Linked DNA regions of Mus musculus: region 1 is linked to region 2. A link is a contact called in public HiChIP or PLAC-seq data. All regions are on one chromosome and are shown on one strand. The core of a region is the stretch at or near the end of the contact, and the rest is flanking DNA. Distances in the headings are between cores, read along the strand shown.

Region 1 (2,746 bases), core at 130-2,629, 430 kb before region 2:
CCTCAGCACCCAAAAGCTGAGGCAGAAGGATCACAAGGTCAGTATTGCTCTTGGCTAGGTAGCAATATGGAGGCCAGCCTGAGCTACATGGCAACTGTGTCTCAGAGAGAAAGAGAGAGAGAGAGAGAGAGAGAAAGAGAGAGAGAGAGAGATAGGCAGAGAGACAGAGAGACAGAGAGACAGAGAGAGGATGGTGATGATAATGTGTACAGAGACCCATTTAGGGACACACTATTAGCAAGGAGAGCTCACTGGGTGAACTGTCTCCCATGCTATCATAAGGACCTGAATTCAGATTCCCAACACCCATGTAAAACTCAGACATTGTGACGCATGAATGTCACCCCAGCACTGGAGTGGTGGAGACTGAGACATCTTCTGAGGTAGTGGCCAGCCAGCCTGGTGGAATCCATGAGCTCCGGATTCTGTGTGAAGCCGTGTCTTATTTTGAGTAAAGACAGCGATCGAGGAAGATACCCAGCGGCGCCAACCTCTGGGTTCCACACATGCAGGCACCCTCGTAAACATGTGCAGAAAAAAAAAAAAAGCAATAAAAATAAACAAAACAGTAGCTGCTGTTATTAGGATTCCCACGTTCTGGGGTAAACTGAGGCACAGTCACCTTGGTTTGCCAACGATTTGCAGTGGGTGAAAGACACTGGCCTCCATAGCCTATGAACTTACGTCTGAAGAGTCTCAGCTTCCCTACCCCACCTTCTCATTCTGTGGCCAAGAGTAGAGGGAAACTGTCACCTTAGGGCCTGGAGGCACCTTTCACTTGAGTGAGCTACCCAAGACGCCATGAAAATGAATAAATCTTTATTTAAAAGCCATCAGTGCATGCTTGTCATTCCGGGGCCCAGGAGATGATGCTCAGCAGCCACATAGCTTAGTCTTAATGAGACATCTTCAGGCTGAGTAAGAGATCCCTATCTTACACCTCAAAGTGGACAGGCAGCACCTCACAGACACTGAGACGGTATTTACACAGACAGTGAGAAATGTCACTGAGCTCCACCTCCGACCTTCACATAAGACGCACACCCAGGCACTCAAACACACGTGAACATTCATGGGCACGCGTGCACACAGCATTACCGGCTCAAGCCTGAAAGACCTTGTTCCACACCTCTCTTTAATGTGGGGTGTGGTGAGCTAGACTGGGAAAGCTGATGGTGGTGGCAGCAAACACCCTGAATTCCAGTCTCCATTCTACCTACCCTTAGCAGCTGTGTGGCCTTGTGTGCATTACCTCCACTCTCTGTGCCTCTGGATCACCCCCTCTGTAGCTTGAGAGCTAGCCCTGCCCTTTACACAGTGAGTCCTGGGCCTAGAAGGAACAATGCCTGCAGCTTACCACACTTAGAGAAGACTTCATGCCTATCCTGGCTCACAGACCTGTCTCCCAGGCCTGTGTCATGTGCCACTGAGTGTCGCTTGTGGGAACATCCTTTGGGGACTGTCTTGCTTGTCTTGTTGTCCCCATTGCTCTATGAATTTGATTTAATAGGGTCCAGCAGCCCCCCCCCCCCAGTCCAAGTTTGGCCACGGTTTCCCCAGGGATACATGACAGAGGGACAATCCAAAGATGTGACACAAGCAGGGGCTGAGCAGCTCCCTAGCAAGAGGAAAATTCTAGAACGCGAGTCAGGGCTCCATCCCTTGGTTTTTAAGATTCCCTGAGCTTCCCACTTGCAGTAGAAACAGCTTACTTTCAGATTAGTCAGCCAGTGTGAGTCAGTCAGGGCCTCACCAGCCCTGCCTGTGGAATATTGATGCAGTCTGCTCTGCCAAGGGGGCGGAGGGGCCTCCTGGGGGCCCAGGGCCCCTGCCTGCAGCCATTCCATCCGTTTCAAGGTTTGCTCAGTGCCTCACCACGCACACAGGCAGCCCCTTCCTTGTTTCTCTGGCCCAACATCACCGCCCCCCCTCCAGAGACAGGGTGATTAATCCCCCCATACCGGAGGAGCAGGGGCCAAGCAGCCACATAAGTCATGCCCACGCTGACAGCAGGCAAGGTAGACGCCCAGAGCTTTGGCCTTGGTGCACGTTGGGGAGGGAGGCCCCATTGGCCTTCTGCTCTGAAGGGGGAGAGGGGCCTGGAAAGCAGATTGCACACAGAGCAGTGTTGTCTCCAAGAGGAGAGGGGAGAGCAGCCCACACCCTTTGAGGCGCCATAGTCCCCTCCTTCCTGGATTCACGTGCTCTCATTCCTTCATGTGCTCACAGCCCTTTGCTGATCGCCCCCCTCCCTGGGGCTCCCAGTGGAGCCCTGCCTAGACCTAGACTGGCCGTGGGGTCTTGTGGAGAGAGACAGCTCCCACATGAGGGACACCCAGGGAAAACAGGCCACGTGGGCCTAGTAAGGTGAGGCCGCCTGGCCGTGGAGGGGCGTGCAGGCAGAACTGTAGGGAGGAGAAGCCTCAGCTTGAAGCCCAGGGTTGGATCCCGAGGAAGTGGCATTCCTGGCTCATTGTCACTGTGGCATGGGGACCAGAGCGAGAGGGGCCTGTGAGACAGAGGACATGGCCTTAGCAGGGATGAGACAGAGGACAAAGGCAATAATGTATGAACCAGAGGGGGAGGTCAACCCCGTCTCTCCAGATGTCCCCAAGGCTGCATGTGGAGCCAGGATGGGGTTTCTGGGGAGGGCTGGGGGGTATTCAGGAAAGCTGCTGTAAGGTCACAGGAGGGCCAGTGGAAAATGTCTTCACCTGTCTGGAGCCTGTCCCCAGGGTGGGGAGAA
Region 2 (2,700 bases), core at 113-2,612:
TCGGGCAGGTAGGAGGACTCAACGTTAAGTGCTATGCAAAACACTCTGGAGGAAGCAACCAAAGAGGGCCATTATTGTTTGAAAAATTAAACCCTAACTTATTGAATTCATCTGTGGTTAAATTAAAAGCTAAAGCCAAGGGATGCTGGGTTTTAACCATGGGAACCTTAAGAGACTAATGACTGCTGGGCTTTCCCGGGAGGCCTGGAGAACACAGCAGGCCTGGGCTGCCTTGCACCTTTGCTGAGGAGCCTTGCAGAAAGGAAAGGCGGGAGATAAGTCAGCAAGGAGAAGCTTGACCAAGAGCACTGGCCGCTCTGAGGTGAAGGTCTTTCTCCTGGAATCCGTGGCACTCTCTCACCTCCCCCAAACGGTCGCCTGTCTATCAGTTCTCCCCCTGGGCGGGGCTTCTTCTTGGGCTAGCTGTAACAGACCTTTCACCTTGGGACTATCTTGCTTGTCTGCTTGTTATAGGAATTTCTGTTTATTCACTGCAGGCTTATAGGAAATTGAGCTTTAAAATATGTAATCCATTGGCACTTGGCTGTATTGATCTGGTTATAATGAGCTCAACCAGTATAAAAACTGTTTGGATCTTCTTGGAGTTAAGAAAAATTACTTCTTTTCCCTTTTGGATCGATAATGATACAAATAGAAACTATGTTTCTGGGCTTGGGGGGGGGGGTGTCAGCACAGAGTCCTTGCTTATGAGTCTGAGGCTCCAAGTTCAATCCACAGCCCTAGAATAAACCGTCCTTTAAAGCAAAGCCATGGTTCAAGGGTTCCACAGAAACTCTGAGTACTCACTCTCCAAACACTACCACTTCCATAGCTTCTCCATCCAGTACCACTGAGGGGCTGGGTGACCCAGGCAGGCAACCACTGAGCGCTGGGATAGAAATCAAGCTTACCTGGGGCAGCCCCTCCTGTAGCCAGGGTGACAACATCTGGCAGCCTAATGCTGAGTCGGGGCCTATGCACCTCCATTTTCACTCAGCATGTTTGGCTCCCAGACCACTCCTGACTCATCAATGGCACTTCAGATGAAGTGAAACCCAAGTACTGATCCCTTTGAAAGAGAAGGGACGACCATGCCCCCTGCAGGGAGCTCACCTTGGCTATGCTACTCTGAGGTCACACGTGGGAAGGGGGACCAACATGTACAGTAAGCTTATCCCCGCAGGCCTGGTTGGATCCTGCACTTGTCACACAGCAATCCTGGGTAAGGGCAGGAACTAATCTGCATCTCGGAGCTGAGGAAAGGGAGTCTGGTGAGGGAGAGGACATCTGGCCCTACGGCCAGCCACACAGACACTGACTGGCTCGTCTGACCCCAGAGTCCCTCTGTCTGCATCCCACCTCCAGACCCACCGGCGACTCGTGACCTTTCCTCCTCCGTGGCTCTTTGTTCCTAGCCACAGACTCAGGGACATGTAGGGAAAATGTTGACAGGGAAAAGCTTGTGTTGTTGGCCCGTGGTAATTGAGCCTATGTTCCCAGGCAGCAGGCATATGACTCATCTCGCTAAAATCAATATCGTTACAGCGTCCTCTGGGAAGTATTCAGCCAGCTGTAAATGTAACCATCCTGACTCAAAGTTAAGGAGAAAAGAAGCTTGCTAACGTTCAAATCACCCTCTGTGCAGCAGGATCAGGGCCATGCGGGCAAGGGGGCAGAGGCCAGGCAGGATGCGGGCTGAGGGCCAGGTAGGCCTTGTCTGCATGCCCACTGGCACGCTCTGGGCTCAGAGCCTGACAGCCTTACTGCAAAGCCATGCTCAAAACTGCCCTTCAGGGGTGGGTGTGAGAGCAGACACAGAAGAGCAGAAGCAAGCCCTGGACCTGACAGACAGTACGGCCACATGGATGGTGGCTGCAGGAGCTGGCAGCTGCCATTCTTTTCCTTCCAAGCCCAGCCACTTTCAATTATCAAGCTGGACAAAACTGCATTTCTTAAAATTAGGAGGTGGGGAGTTAGCTTGCAAACCAGCTGTGTTTGGCTGTAAGCAGCTTTGTTGAAACACATAAGCCACCATACTAACATCAAACATGGCCTGACTGAGTTCAGATCCGGGGCCAGTCAACAAAGGGGGCCTAACCTAAGAAGAACCAGTTGTTCCTTGATGGCTGCTGCCCACACAGAGGAGAAACATGGCTACTGTAAGCCCATTTCAATCAATAAAATCGTGCCAGGGCCTGGTGTCATCTTCTTCATAAGGAGGGCTGGCATGAGTGTCCTAGCTATGGATAAGAACTGCTTTATGAAGATGAAGAAGCCCTCCCTAGATGGGAGCCAGTGAAAGGATGCTTAGTTTCCAGGAGAAGGGGTCACAGATGGCAGACACATGCAGAAGGGGGTTAAAGAAAGGGTCTTGTGACATGGCTAAAAAAGGTGGGGGTGGGCAAAGGTGTACCTGAAGGACAGTAGCCAGGGACCATCATCAATTTGAACCCTGCTGGAGAAGCCCTCAGTGGCAAACAGACACAAATGCCAGTCTGAGAACAAGCCTACCCCTTGGGGGCTGCAACAGCCAGCGCTCACTGTTTCCTTTGTGGTTTTCAGGGGCACTAAACGTCTTCCTGAAGTGTGCTGGGGAAACCCAAGTGTGCCACACAGCTTGAAGACCTACAGAGGCCCTGGCTGCGGCACACCACTTGCTTCAAGCACCCATGGGAGCTAGTGGCACTTCAGAGGCTTAGC

The links. HiChIP or PLAC-seq counts read pairs in DNA pulled down with a chosen protein or histone mark.
Region 1: a contact with region 2 is called in an HNF4G HiChIP or PLAC-seq map of pancreatic cancer cells. The contact joins two enhancer-like sites. A contact is called at or near these places in 1 of 484 Hi-C or Micro-C datasets (embryonic fibroblasts) and 2 of 115 datasets of contacts at active chromatin or transcription factors (embryonic basal ganglia and pancreatic cancer cells).

The regions. Positions count from the first base shown.
Region 1 is chr12:109,417,059-109,419,804 of GRCm38.p6, reverse strand. No RefSeq gene overlaps it. Among named protein-coding and RNA genes, the nearest start is that of Dlk1, 35 kb to the left of the region's middle. Within about 2 kb of position 1,379, at least 98 of the 459 cell types and tissues checked have an H3K27ac peak or open chromatin away from gene starts, as enhancers often do. A contact at or near this core is called in pancreatic cancer cells, where this site is marked.
Region 2 is chr12:108,983,598-108,986,297 of GRCm38.p6, reverse strand. All of the region lies in intron 3 of Wdr25 (WD repeat domain 25), which reads right to left. Among named protein-coding and RNA genes, the nearest start is that of Gm52002, 61 kb to the left of the region's middle. Within about 2 kb of position 1,362, at least 39 of the 459 cell types and tissues checked have an H3K27ac peak or open chromatin away from gene starts, as enhancers often do. A contact at or near this core is called in pancreatic cancer cells, where this site is marked.